2 separate regions of the Rattus norvegicus genome follow, and region 1 is linked to region 2. Evidence: chromatin contacts called from public Hi-C data. All regions are on one chromosome and are shown on one strand. Each heading gives the region's core, a stretch centred on a gene start, on an enhancer-like site or on the middle of the called end of the contact. The rest is flanking DNA. Distances are from core to core; before and after follow the strand shown. Region 1 holds the start of Gnai1 (G protein subunit alpha i1). Region 2 has its middle 64 kb from the start of Gnai1.

Region 1 (5,379 bases), core at 585-3,084, 63 kb before region 2:
CATAGGTGTCTAATTAAAAGATAAGCTGCCACTACCAGGGAGGGGTCATTTTACAACTGCTTTAAATGTGGTGGATGGCAGCTCCAAGAACTGCATTGTAACCCACAAGACCTTCTGAGCAGGTTCTCTGAAACCACAGGAAAAGAACTGTCTAACCCTTTTATCTTATGTTTATTGTAAGTCACCTGGTTCAGTATCAAGTCCTGTCTCTTCTGTAGCTAATCTTCTAAAAACACACTGACCTCATAAAAACACAGTATCTTTCTAATATAAAAATTCAGTCAATCCAATTTACAGAGAAAGATTTATGGGGGAGGCTGTGATGGGTGAAAAAAAAAAAAAACATCACCCAGGTCTTTAAAATGCAAAGTTATTTCACAGTTTGCTTGCAAAATGACTCAGATCATTATTACTTTTAGTCATGCCAAGTTTGCTTCTCCTAAGCCTACTAGTAATGGAGAAAGAACGAAATAACCACCATCTTTCTGCAGCCGTTAAACCAATGAAACAGGAGCTTACTAAAAAGCAGATTTGTGCAGTGATGTTTCCTTTTTATCAGACTGTGAGAAGAACACAAGCAAATCACTGGAAGTGCAAATGAAGATTGTAAGAAATCTATCATCTGCCCAAATACCTCAAGTGTGGGAGGAAAACAAGCAAAAGGAAACCCCGACTCACAGACCTATAATAATAATAATAATAATAATAATAATAATAATAATAATAATAATATAACCTGTGAATATTTTCCTTATATCACTCAATCAAAATCCGGATTTACTCCTTTTTTCCCCCTCCGTTCAAAAAACTGGAAGACCTCCATGTCGGCTTTCAGCAAAACAGTGTTTTAAGAATGAATAAAGAAAGCCTGGTGTGCACCTGTCAAACCTCACTGGAGCGAACACCGCAGTGGAGAGACGACCCTGTGGTGGAGAATGAGCCTTTCGCACCTGTCAGGGCTCTTTTCACCCGCGAAGCATCTTCCTCTCCTACTATGGGAGCAAACGTGAGCCAACTTTGGTGGTTTCCATCCCCCACCCAGGCAAAATCCAGCCTCCGGCGCAGCTCAAGTCCTTACGCAGGGAAAACCTCAGCGCTCTTTTTCACTCACTGAGTCGCCATATGAAGTTGACAGGCAAGATCACTGAGACCCCACGGAGGCCCCACACAGAGAGCCCCGAGGCCACCCAACGTGGCACTTTCCAGGCGTGGGCAAAGCAGAACGCCTCATGACACCTCTCACCACGGGGTGTCCGTGGAGAGAGGGTGCTTGGCTTTGTGGTCCCGAATTGTCCCTCATCTAGGGAGGGCAGAGCTCAACTTCAAAGATAGGGTTCCCACGCGTCCCGCCGCCCGGCCACACTCTGGTCTGCCCGTGAGGTCGCGCGACAGTCACCGCCCCGGCCAAGAAGCCTCCTGCGTTGTGCAAGGGCTGAGATGCCGCGCTCGCTCCTTGCTGTCCCCCGACCCGGGCCCGGTCCCCACGGCCGCGCTCACCCAGCAGCAGCAGCTTGACCTCGCGCGCCGCCTTCTCTCCGTCCTCCCGGAGGTTGCGGTCGATCATCTTGCTGCGCTCCACGGCCGCCTTGTCCTCAGCGCTCAGTGTGCAGCCCATGGTGGCCGAGCGTCGCCGCGCCCTCGGCGCCGGGGCCGGCTGGCAGAGCGGGGAGAGGCTGGCCCGGAGGCGGCCCCGCTAGGTCCTCAGCTCCGGCAAGCTGGAGGCGAGGTCTGCTAACCGATACGCCGCCGCCTCGGGCGGCCGTCCCCGCCCGCGACGCTCTACGATCCGCGCCCGCGAGTCCCGGCGACCGCTAGGCTCCGCTACCGCCGCCGCCGCCGCAGCTGCCCGTGGCCGAGCCGCAGCCGCACACAGCCCGAGCAAGCTCCGCGTCCGCGCGCCGCCGCGGCCCCGCCCCTGCCCGCCCCGCGACCACTCCCAGCGCGCGCTCACGCCCGCCCGCGCACGTGCCGTCGGACAGCGCCCCCTCCGACCGCTGCGCGCCCGCGTGATCGCCGAGCCCGGCGCTTCCTGCACGTCCCCCCCACGAGGTGCCCGGTGCGTCCGCTGACTTCTCCAGCCCCAGCCTGGAGCTCACTAGCCCCCTCCCACGCTCCGGAGACCGCTGCTGGGATCCGTGGGTACCTGTCCCTTAAGGGCGCGGGTGGGACGCTTGCCAAAGTTGCGAACAAGGGGAAAAAAAAAAAAAAAAAAAAAAAAGCAGTCCTGGGCATTTGAGCATGCCTGGCGCCTGCAGCCACGCAAGGGTTTGCAAAATGTGTGGGCTTGTGTGAAGGACCGTGAGAAATAGAGCGAAATGAGCAAGAAATGGGGCTCAGCGAAACCCGAAGTGGCGATCAGCCAAGCGGGAATCTTAATCTTGGAGTTGCCAATACTCACTTCCTCCCTTACCTTTTCTCTTTCTTTTCCTCTGGCTTTCCCTGTGATCTATGCTCACCTTCCTTTTCATAAGGGGACGCATTTTGAAGGATTTTCTTCGTAACCCGACAAAAACGTTTGACGAAGAATCAAAGAATTATTTTTAAAATGGCAAGGGCAATAAAACACACAAGCAAGTCTGCACTCTGCCTTTAGGGCACATGTAAGTTTCTCGCCAAGCTGAGTACCCATGTTTATGGCCATGTTGTGACTCCTGTGCCAATAGCCATGGCATCTGTTTTTTGCAGACCTTAGCTTCTTTGCTGGCAGATGAGCTGTTGAACCTTCCAGGTCAGGGCAAGGCCTAGATGGCTTTTCACCCAGCATGAGGGGAGGAGCATAGGTTGAAGGTTGGGCTCTCTCTTGTCAGTTGCACTGCTGATTATAGGAGAAATGTTGACTAAATAGATGAAGAAGGTACTAGGAGAGAAAATACATTCCTTGGCGAGATAAAAATCAGGCAGTTAGTCTTTGGCTCCCGTTTGAAAATCTGATTTTCAAAGAATCATTTGAAAATCTGGGGTTGGGTTCGAAGGTCTGTCTAAGCTGATGACACAGGCCCAGTAGCTTAGCTGCAGGTTGGGTCCCTCAGTGCAAGCAGAGCTTGTAGGTTGCCATTTTGTTAGAGTCAAACTTGCTGAGCACAAGATAAGCAGTGTTAAGAACTTCCTGAGCCTTTCCTAGGATTCTTTCAAAACAGAAGAAAACCCTGCACACTTTTAGGATATTTGGTCACCTTCTACCTCCTTTGTACTTCCTGGCACTGGAAATGTTCATCAGGAAGTCCAGAATTCATGAAAGTGACAGTCAACCCAATGTGAGTGAGCCATTTGCAGCTGTCAGTTGACTGCCCTTCCTCCATGGTTCAGGCCAGATGGGGAATCAGTCAGGTCTGAGGAGTGGCGAACACAGCTGCACTCCTTATGTTTGGACCAAGTGAAATTGTCAAAGAATTACATGGCTTACACCTTCCCTTTGAAAAGCTTGTCGGGGAAGTGAGAAAATAAATGAGTAGAAGAAGGGAAACCAAACTTCGAAGAGGCTGTAAAATGACGGTGTGGATGTAGGAAGGACTCTCAAGGGAGGCTGGTGGGCAAGCCACTGAAGAAGTGTGCACTGGAACACTGAACTGGTTGCCATAGCAAAGTACGGCAATCACATGGCTTCAACAACCGGCATGTACTTTATTTCTCAAGTCTGAGGAGTCTAAGATAAAAGGCCAATGGATCCAAGTCTCTCCAGTGAGGGTTCTCCTGCTGGCTAGTGCATGGCCACTTTACTAAGTGGAGAAGTAGAAGAAGGAGGCGAAAGAGAACCAGGAATGAGAGAAGAGGAAAATTCTTTCTTCTACTGTCGTTGCCCCCCTCCCCACTTTCAGGACTCCATCTCTGTCTATGTACTTCCCAAAGGTCCTCCCTTCCAGTACAGAGTGTTAGGGCTTCAGCCTAAGAGAACTGAGGAGACATCACCATTCAGTCCAGAATAGGGACTATTTTGGTTCATATGAATATCTAACTAAAAGATTAACAGAGTGTGAATAGAAGGCAGCCATTATTTTATGATTGAAATGAAGTCTGCTGAAAGGAATGTGATGAATGAAAATGAACGTTTAAAATGAAAGTTAGAAAAGAACTATAACGATTAAGGTAAAGAGTTGGACTTGATACCATGAGTGCTAAGTGTGCCCACATTCCCCTGAGTAAAGTAACAGAGATAGAAAAGGGAAAAGCTCTTTGCATCAGATGTAAAACAAATGAGTTACCTACCATCCTAACGAGTGGATGGCATTGGTAATTCAGAGATGATAACCTTCACTCAGACTAATACATCTGATCATGACCTTGCAAAATAGGATTCAACAGTAAAGGAGTTGGGACAACCATCACTAGATCATCTAATATAGAGAGAGTGAAGCAGTAAAAGTGGAATTACAGAGGTTAAAAACCCCACTTCCGAACACTCATTTTCCTTTAGAAAAATCATGATCGTTTTAACAGCTATACTAATTTCAGAATATCTATGCATTTGAAGTGTACAGTTCAGTGGCTCTTACTATAGATGGAGTTGGAAAACCATAACCATACCATTTGTAAAATGTTCTGTGCCCCCCAAAAGAAACCCCATATCCTTTAGCCATTCTCCATAATCCATAAGACCCAGGACATGTTTGGAGAAAGTATAATAGGACTCAACAGACAGTGACAGAGTGCTTGCATAGCTAGCTTTGCAAGTTTGTTGGTCACAAGTCTTCACTGATCTTTGCTTCATTGAGAGAGGAACAGCAGAGAACCAGGTGTACTGATTGGTCCTGGTCACTCCCACTAATTTGTGCTGATTTGGAAGCCTGGCAGTTTCTGCTGGATGGTGCTGCCTCTGCTGATTCATATTTGCTATCCTGACACTACTGAATTGAACCGCTGGTATCCTGACAAACGAAGATTGGAACTGCCCCAGAGAACTAGTTCTAAACAGGTCCCCATGCCCTTGTCCTATTTACCATCTTTTTTCCCCTACCTTTGGATGGTGGGCTAGAAGTGGGGGTTCAAACCATTTGAGATCCCTTATTAAATGTAGCTTTTGAAAAATCTAAGCCTATACTAAACTGTTCATAAAGTATCTTGGGAGAAAATTGTGGATATTTAATGTAGGAATGAGAAGAAGCATGTGAGCTGACCATTATTTCCAAACGAATGAGGATAGGTCATAAATCAGAGGCCAAGTGACTTTGGGTAATAGATGTAGAAATACAGAGAGAATGTTGCAGCTGACAAAGCTACCTTGGAGTGAGGGAAAGAGGTGCATAATTCCTGCTTATTCATCATAGTCTAAGATTTCAACATCTAGATTGAGCATTCTAGACCTATATGAGCATTTAAGACTCTATACCTTTCAGTCATCAAATGGCCTGGTCCCATTTGAGTTCAAAATGAGACTGTAATGCC
Region 2 (5,921 bases), core at 90-2,589:
TTTACTTTGCAACACAGGGTCCTTAGGATCTGTTATTTCGATGATTCTAAAAAAAAAAAGGAGGAAGGTAAAATGTTATTTCTTCTGGGAAGTCATATGTCTAGAGGGGAATTAGGACAAAAGAATGCAGATTATGTAACAAAGATAAAAGAATGAGAATATTTACTTTGTGTCTCATGGGATAAAACCAATAGGCCCTCAGGAAATTTTCATAAGTTGAATCACTAAATTTTCATAATGACCCTACTTGTAGACTTAGTGATTCCTGGTTTTTAGATAAAGAAGGCCTTAAGAACTATAGTTAGACTGAAACCATGGTCTGTTTGATTTTAAACACACTAAATCTATACCTTCTGTCATCCCTACTCGTGTTCTTTTCCCCCAAATAGCAAATACACTGTGGTAGTTTGAGTATGCTTCACCCTTGGGAAGTGGCACTGTTAGGAGGTGTGGTCTTGCCCAAGTGGGTATAGCCTTGTTAGAGGAAGTTCATCACTGTGGGGCTGGGCTTTGAGATCCTATGTTCATGTGCCTCCCAGTGGAAAGGGATCCTCCCCCTGGCTACCTGCAGGAGATAGTCCTCTCTTTGCTGTCTTTGGCTGATGACTAAACTCTTGGCTCCTTCAGCTCTGTGCCTGCTTGGAGGTTTCATGCCATGAGGAGAATGGACTGAACATCTGAAACTGGAGGCCAGCCCCAATTAAACGGTGTCCCTTAACAATAGTTGCCTTGAACATGATGTCTCTTTACAGCAAGGAGAATCTGAAGTTGATACCAGGGATTTGGATATTACTGTGATAGACGTGACCATATTTTTGTTAGGAAGAATGTGGATTGGGGACTTTCTAAAGCAGTGGAAGGCTTTAGTGGGGCTTCGTGGGCCATTCTAGTAGATGCATGGAAGGACAGTGGCTGATTTGAACTGTGAAGCTCAAGAGGTTTCAGAGGAGAAAGATTTTGGTATGTTGCCTGGAGATTGTTCTTGCGGTGTTTTAGTGAAGAATGTGGCTGGTTTTTGCTTTTTTTCTGGAGAGTTTGCCTGAGGCTGAAGTGGAACGATTCAGATTGGTTGTAGTATTTTGTTACTTGTATTTCTTTGTTGTCTTTCTTATTTGTTTAGACCACTCTTTAGACTTCTCAGAGTTCTTGTGCATGTGAGTATGTGTGTGTGTGTGTGTGTGTGTGTTTGTGTGTGTGTGTGTGTGTATATATATATATATATATATATATATATTGGTGAAACTGATCATGGGGAGTACAGTCCAAAATCTGGCCTTCACTAGACTAACTGCTATGATTAAGATTCCTGACTCACAAAATTAAAGAGCAGAATGTGTATCCATGGTGACTCCACGAATGAGTCGACACCTGGCACCGCTCACTCGGAAACATCTTGTCAGCTTCTTCAGGAAAAGCACATGAAAGAGAAACAGGATAATGCAAAATCCATTGAATAGCAACTCAAACAGAACAGAGAATAAAATCAGAACCAAATACATATCTATGTCTTGTGTCCAAATCATTGTAGAAGCAAAGCTGAACAAAATACAGTCCTTGCCTTTACAGGGCAAGGGTCTTTTGATGAGAAGAAATACATATATATGTGTGTGTGTATATATGTATTATATATATATAGTACATACATATATAGTATATATTAAGATCTGATGCTCCTTTAAGTTTTGTGTGTGTGTGTGTGTGTGTGTGTGTGTGTGTGTGTGTGTGTAGTTGCGATGCATTCCTGTGTGGTTATTCATTCATTCACAGGCACTGTAAGTTTGTGGCAGTCAGATTTTAAGCCAAATTCTACTTTGTCTTAGAAGTGAGGAGTCTCCTTGGCCTTGAACTTTCCCAAATAGGACAGGTTGGCTGGTTTTCATGCTTTTGGTGTTCCCACCATCTTGCCATCTCTGAGATTACAGACATACACTGCCATGCCTTTTATATGGATTCTGATGATCTGTACCCAGGCTTCATGTTTATACAGCAATTAATTAATTAATTAATTAATTCTTATTTCTGAACACTGAATTAGAATTATAATTTTGTTATATCTCCTCATAACTCTTACAGTCTTTTCTACTCACAATCACACTGTATTTAAAGTCAATTAAACATTTCCTGTGGTATCAAGCCAATGCCCTATTTATCTAGCCATATATAATTAATTTTATTCCAAGACATGGTCTTACTAAGTTTTTCAGGCTAGCACTTAACTCTCTATGTAACCCAGGCAGATCTTTGGCTTGTGGTCATTCTGAGGACCTGAGGAGATGGAATTACAAGTATGTACACATCATGCCCAGTGAATTATTTACTCAACCTGTTCATTTACCTTCCAATACACTGCATGTATGTGAGATCAGAAACTGTCAGCCTCCAGCTAATGCATAATAGAACTTAAATGCATACTGTTGAAAAACAGAATAAATCATTGAATGATTTAGGCCAGGGAGAAGGGAAAGGTAGCAATAATTCAGGCCCATGAATTCTGAGATAATTAAGCTGGTATGGATGGAGAAGTTTGGGAATTTGGAAGAAAACAATTAAATATGATTAAGTTTTGGGTCCTGCTGGATAAGAAAAGGGGAGAAGCAAGCAGGGCTCACATTGATGTGTTGGTGACCCTGCTTCACTTGTAGCCATTATGAGAACTGCTCAGGTTTGAGGATAGAGCCTAGAACACCAACACGAATGCGCTGGGGGGGACATCAGTCAGGGCAAGCTAAGATGGGAGGAAAAACCTGAGGGCAGAGATTTCAGTGGAGAGGAATGAACTTTTGTCATAAACTATCCAGCTTAAGAGAATTCTCTATGGAGATTTGTTCTTGTGGTTCTGTTTGCTTCAGTGGATCATGTTTCATTAGTGCCAATATTTAACTTGAGGTTTAGTGCACACAGTTCATGGGGAGGGGCCCTCCCTTTCCATCTGTCCTATTTATGTGTATGTCAGGTATTTCATTATTCCTTCTTATTAAAAAGTTCCTTTTTAGTACAAATACAATGTAAGCTAATTTTGCAGTTTACTACAATATCAAATTAAGAACTATTAATAAATAAGTCCACATACCTATTTAGAGAGGTAATTAATGTTAGCTGAGGTTTGAATGTGGAATTGCAATCCAGTGAAATTGGTAACCCCATGAATTTTTCTCTTGATGGACACAAACAAGGAAAGAGAACATACCGTGCTATGACATAGCAAAAAACCAGTTCTGTCAGGACTAAGTCCCTCAATATACCAGTCTTATTCAGCCTCCCACACTGGGAGAAACTTACCTCTCACCTCTGGGTCACTCAACCCAGACATTACAATATTTTGTTACAGTTTTCCAAACTGATTAGTGTGTGTGTGTGTGTGTGTGTGTGTATGTGTGTGTGCGTGTGTGTGTGTGTGTGTGTGTGTGTGTGCGTGTGTGTGTGTGTGCCTTGTGACTGTGCTCTAAAGACCCACAGGAGGTGCTGGAGTAGAAAACGGAAAGAAGCCTGCAGAGTCCCATGTGCACGTTGCACCCATCTCTTGCTATGCAGATAATGCCCTTTCTGGTCTGGCCCTGGCTCTGAGCAAACTGTGCCAGGGGGTGTGCCTTTAACCCTTATCACACATTACCCTAAACACATTATCAAGGCTCATATATAAATACACACATATGTATATTTTTAAACACACAGATAGATAGATAGATAGATAGATAGATAGATAGATAGATAGATAGATAGATGGACAGATGGACAGACAGACAGTCAGATGAGGGTTGATGGAAAGAGAAGGAGCCCACCTTATTCTTAGAGTATCTTCTAGAATACCCAATGAATCTGAAATCTCAGCCTGAAGTCTTATCTATAGTTAATAAAACTAATGTTTTATTTTCTGTCTATGCATCTATCTGTGTATGTATGTATCTATGAATCTATCTATATATCTATGTATCTGTCTATTGTCTATCATTTGTCTGTCCATCCATCTGTCCATCCATCCATCCATCCATCCATCCGTCTGATTTTTCTGGCAGTTATCACCTATCGTCCATTATTGTGCATCAGTGTGTGTTGTGTGTGAGAGAGAATGCAAATGACATGTGGCTGTCAAAGGACAACTTTGAAGAGTCTGTTCCCTCCTTTCACTGGGTCTCAGGGATTAAGCGAAGGCCACCAGTATTGTTTAGCAAGAGCTTTCATTGGCAGAGCCTTATTGTGGCTTCTGGGTTTCCGGCTAACACCACAGGCTTCATTTCATTGTTTTCCTTTTTACGTTGGTCCCCTTTGCCAATAAAAGTGTTCGTTGGAGATAAGAATACATTCACCAACATTTTCAACATCTCTCGCCAGTTCTCCTTGCAAAGTTCACAGCATTTCTCCACTCTCACCTTGTTCACTAGGCTGATTCCCACATGGAATTCTTTTGGTTTTCTGCCTTCCTACCATGAACCGAATTCTTTTGACATGAAATCCCTTGGATGCCCTCCTTATTTCTTAGGTTTTATCATCTTCCACACCAGAGCCCCTCCCTCTGTTATTCTTGAATCAGTTCCTGCTATGAAAGTCTGCAGTGACCAGACTCACCTCATAGCTTTCAGACAGAACTGTAGAGACAAGATAAACAACATTCTGTGCAGACTCGTTCTTATTTTATTTTATTTCATTTTCATTTGATTTTTTTTAACCTATTCATTTTTACATCCCACTCACTTCCCCCTCCGGGACATCCCCTCCCACAATCCTGTCCCATCCTCCCTTCCCCTCTGGGCGAGTGGGTATCCTCTCATTCTGGCACTTCAAGTCTCAGTGAGGCAAGGTGCTTCCTCTCCCACTGAAGCCAGACAAGGCAGCCCATGTTTAAATGGTACTGTTAACATTTCCCATGTCATTACATGGCCTTCTACCTCATGACTGATGACACCCATTTTATTTCTGCTTTTCTTAATGAAACCAATTTTGATCTGTAGTGGCAAAAACTGGAGACATTCAACTTGATTTTACGTTGGCTGTGCAGTCATATATATTATGTGGCCTGCCTCATTCCCTTGGCAGAAGAGCAGCAAGGGAAGCTACTGGGCTGTGAGTCGCAGCTGTACTACAGGGCCTGACTCCCAGGCCCTCGAGGTCTACTCCCACACTTTCCTTATCAGAGATTTAGTGCTTGCAGATTCTGCTCCTGGGATCGGAAGAAAAAAATGTTTTTCTGGTTGTTTAGGCCTTAATTCTCTGAAGGATTGTCATTTAAACGGGGACTTTCTTCATATCCTTTCTGCCTTTTGTGTGTGGAAGTCTTAAATTAACTGGAACGGACTTCATTCTTTGATAATCTTTTTTTTTCATTTATTATATTCCTGTGGGTGCATCCAATTCTTACCTCCTATAGCCTACAGGTAATAACATGCGTGGCATGCAGTCAGGTCTTTATAAATACTACGGGGTAAGTTGGCAGCACTGAAAGCCACCAAGGACATTTAAAAATAGGAGCCATATAAAAGAAGGGCTCTTTTAATTTAAAACTACAACATGTCATCTAAAAAACGCTTTCACATTTGTAAAAATAATAAAAATGCTAATTATAGTTGAAGTGACACTAAATATCAAAAGAATCTTTAGGAAAAAAAAACTTGTGTGATAGATTGTGGTTTTGAGACAGGCACCCAAAACATTGTACCATTCACATCACTGTAGACAGGAATATAGTCACTAACGTTTTCAACATCTCTTCTCAGTGAGCCTTGCACACTTGACAACATTTCCCTATTCTCACTTTGCTCACTAGGCTGATTCCCATATGGAATTCAAACTGTTCTCCTACCATGAACCAAATATGTTTCAATGTGAAAGTCCATGGGTCCTCCTCATTCTGTAGGTATTATCATCTTCCCCATCAGACCACTTCCCAGCTACAGCAGTCCTGGAAGTAGATCAGGCTGGCCACGAGC

The links. Hi-C and Micro-C count contacts between places; a contact is called where the count stands out from the background.
Region 1: a contact with region 2 is called in a Hi-C map of the A7r5 cell line, with 2.0 times the contacts expected there. The contact joins the promoter of Gnai1 here to the enhancer-like site in region 2. A contact is called at or near these places in 6 of 12 Hi-C or Micro-C datasets (the A7r5 cell line, Schwann cells, frontal cortex and 2 more).

Annotation. Positions count from the first base shown.
Region 1 is chr4:17,702,516-17,707,894 of GRCr8, reverse strand. It overlaps Gnai1 (G protein subunit alpha i1), which reads right to left and starts at 1,834. Exons shown (of 8, transcript NM_013145.2): 1 at 1,498-1,834. The coding sequence starts at 1,615.
Region 2 is chr4:17,638,904-17,644,824 of GRCr8, reverse strand. No RefSeq gene overlaps it. Among named protein-coding and RNA genes, the nearest start is that of Gnai1, 64 kb to the left of the region's middle. Within about 2 kb of position 1,339, at least 2 of the 93 cell types and tissues checked have an H3K27ac peak or open chromatin away from gene starts, as enhancers often do. A contact at or near this core is called in the A7r5 cell line, where this site is marked.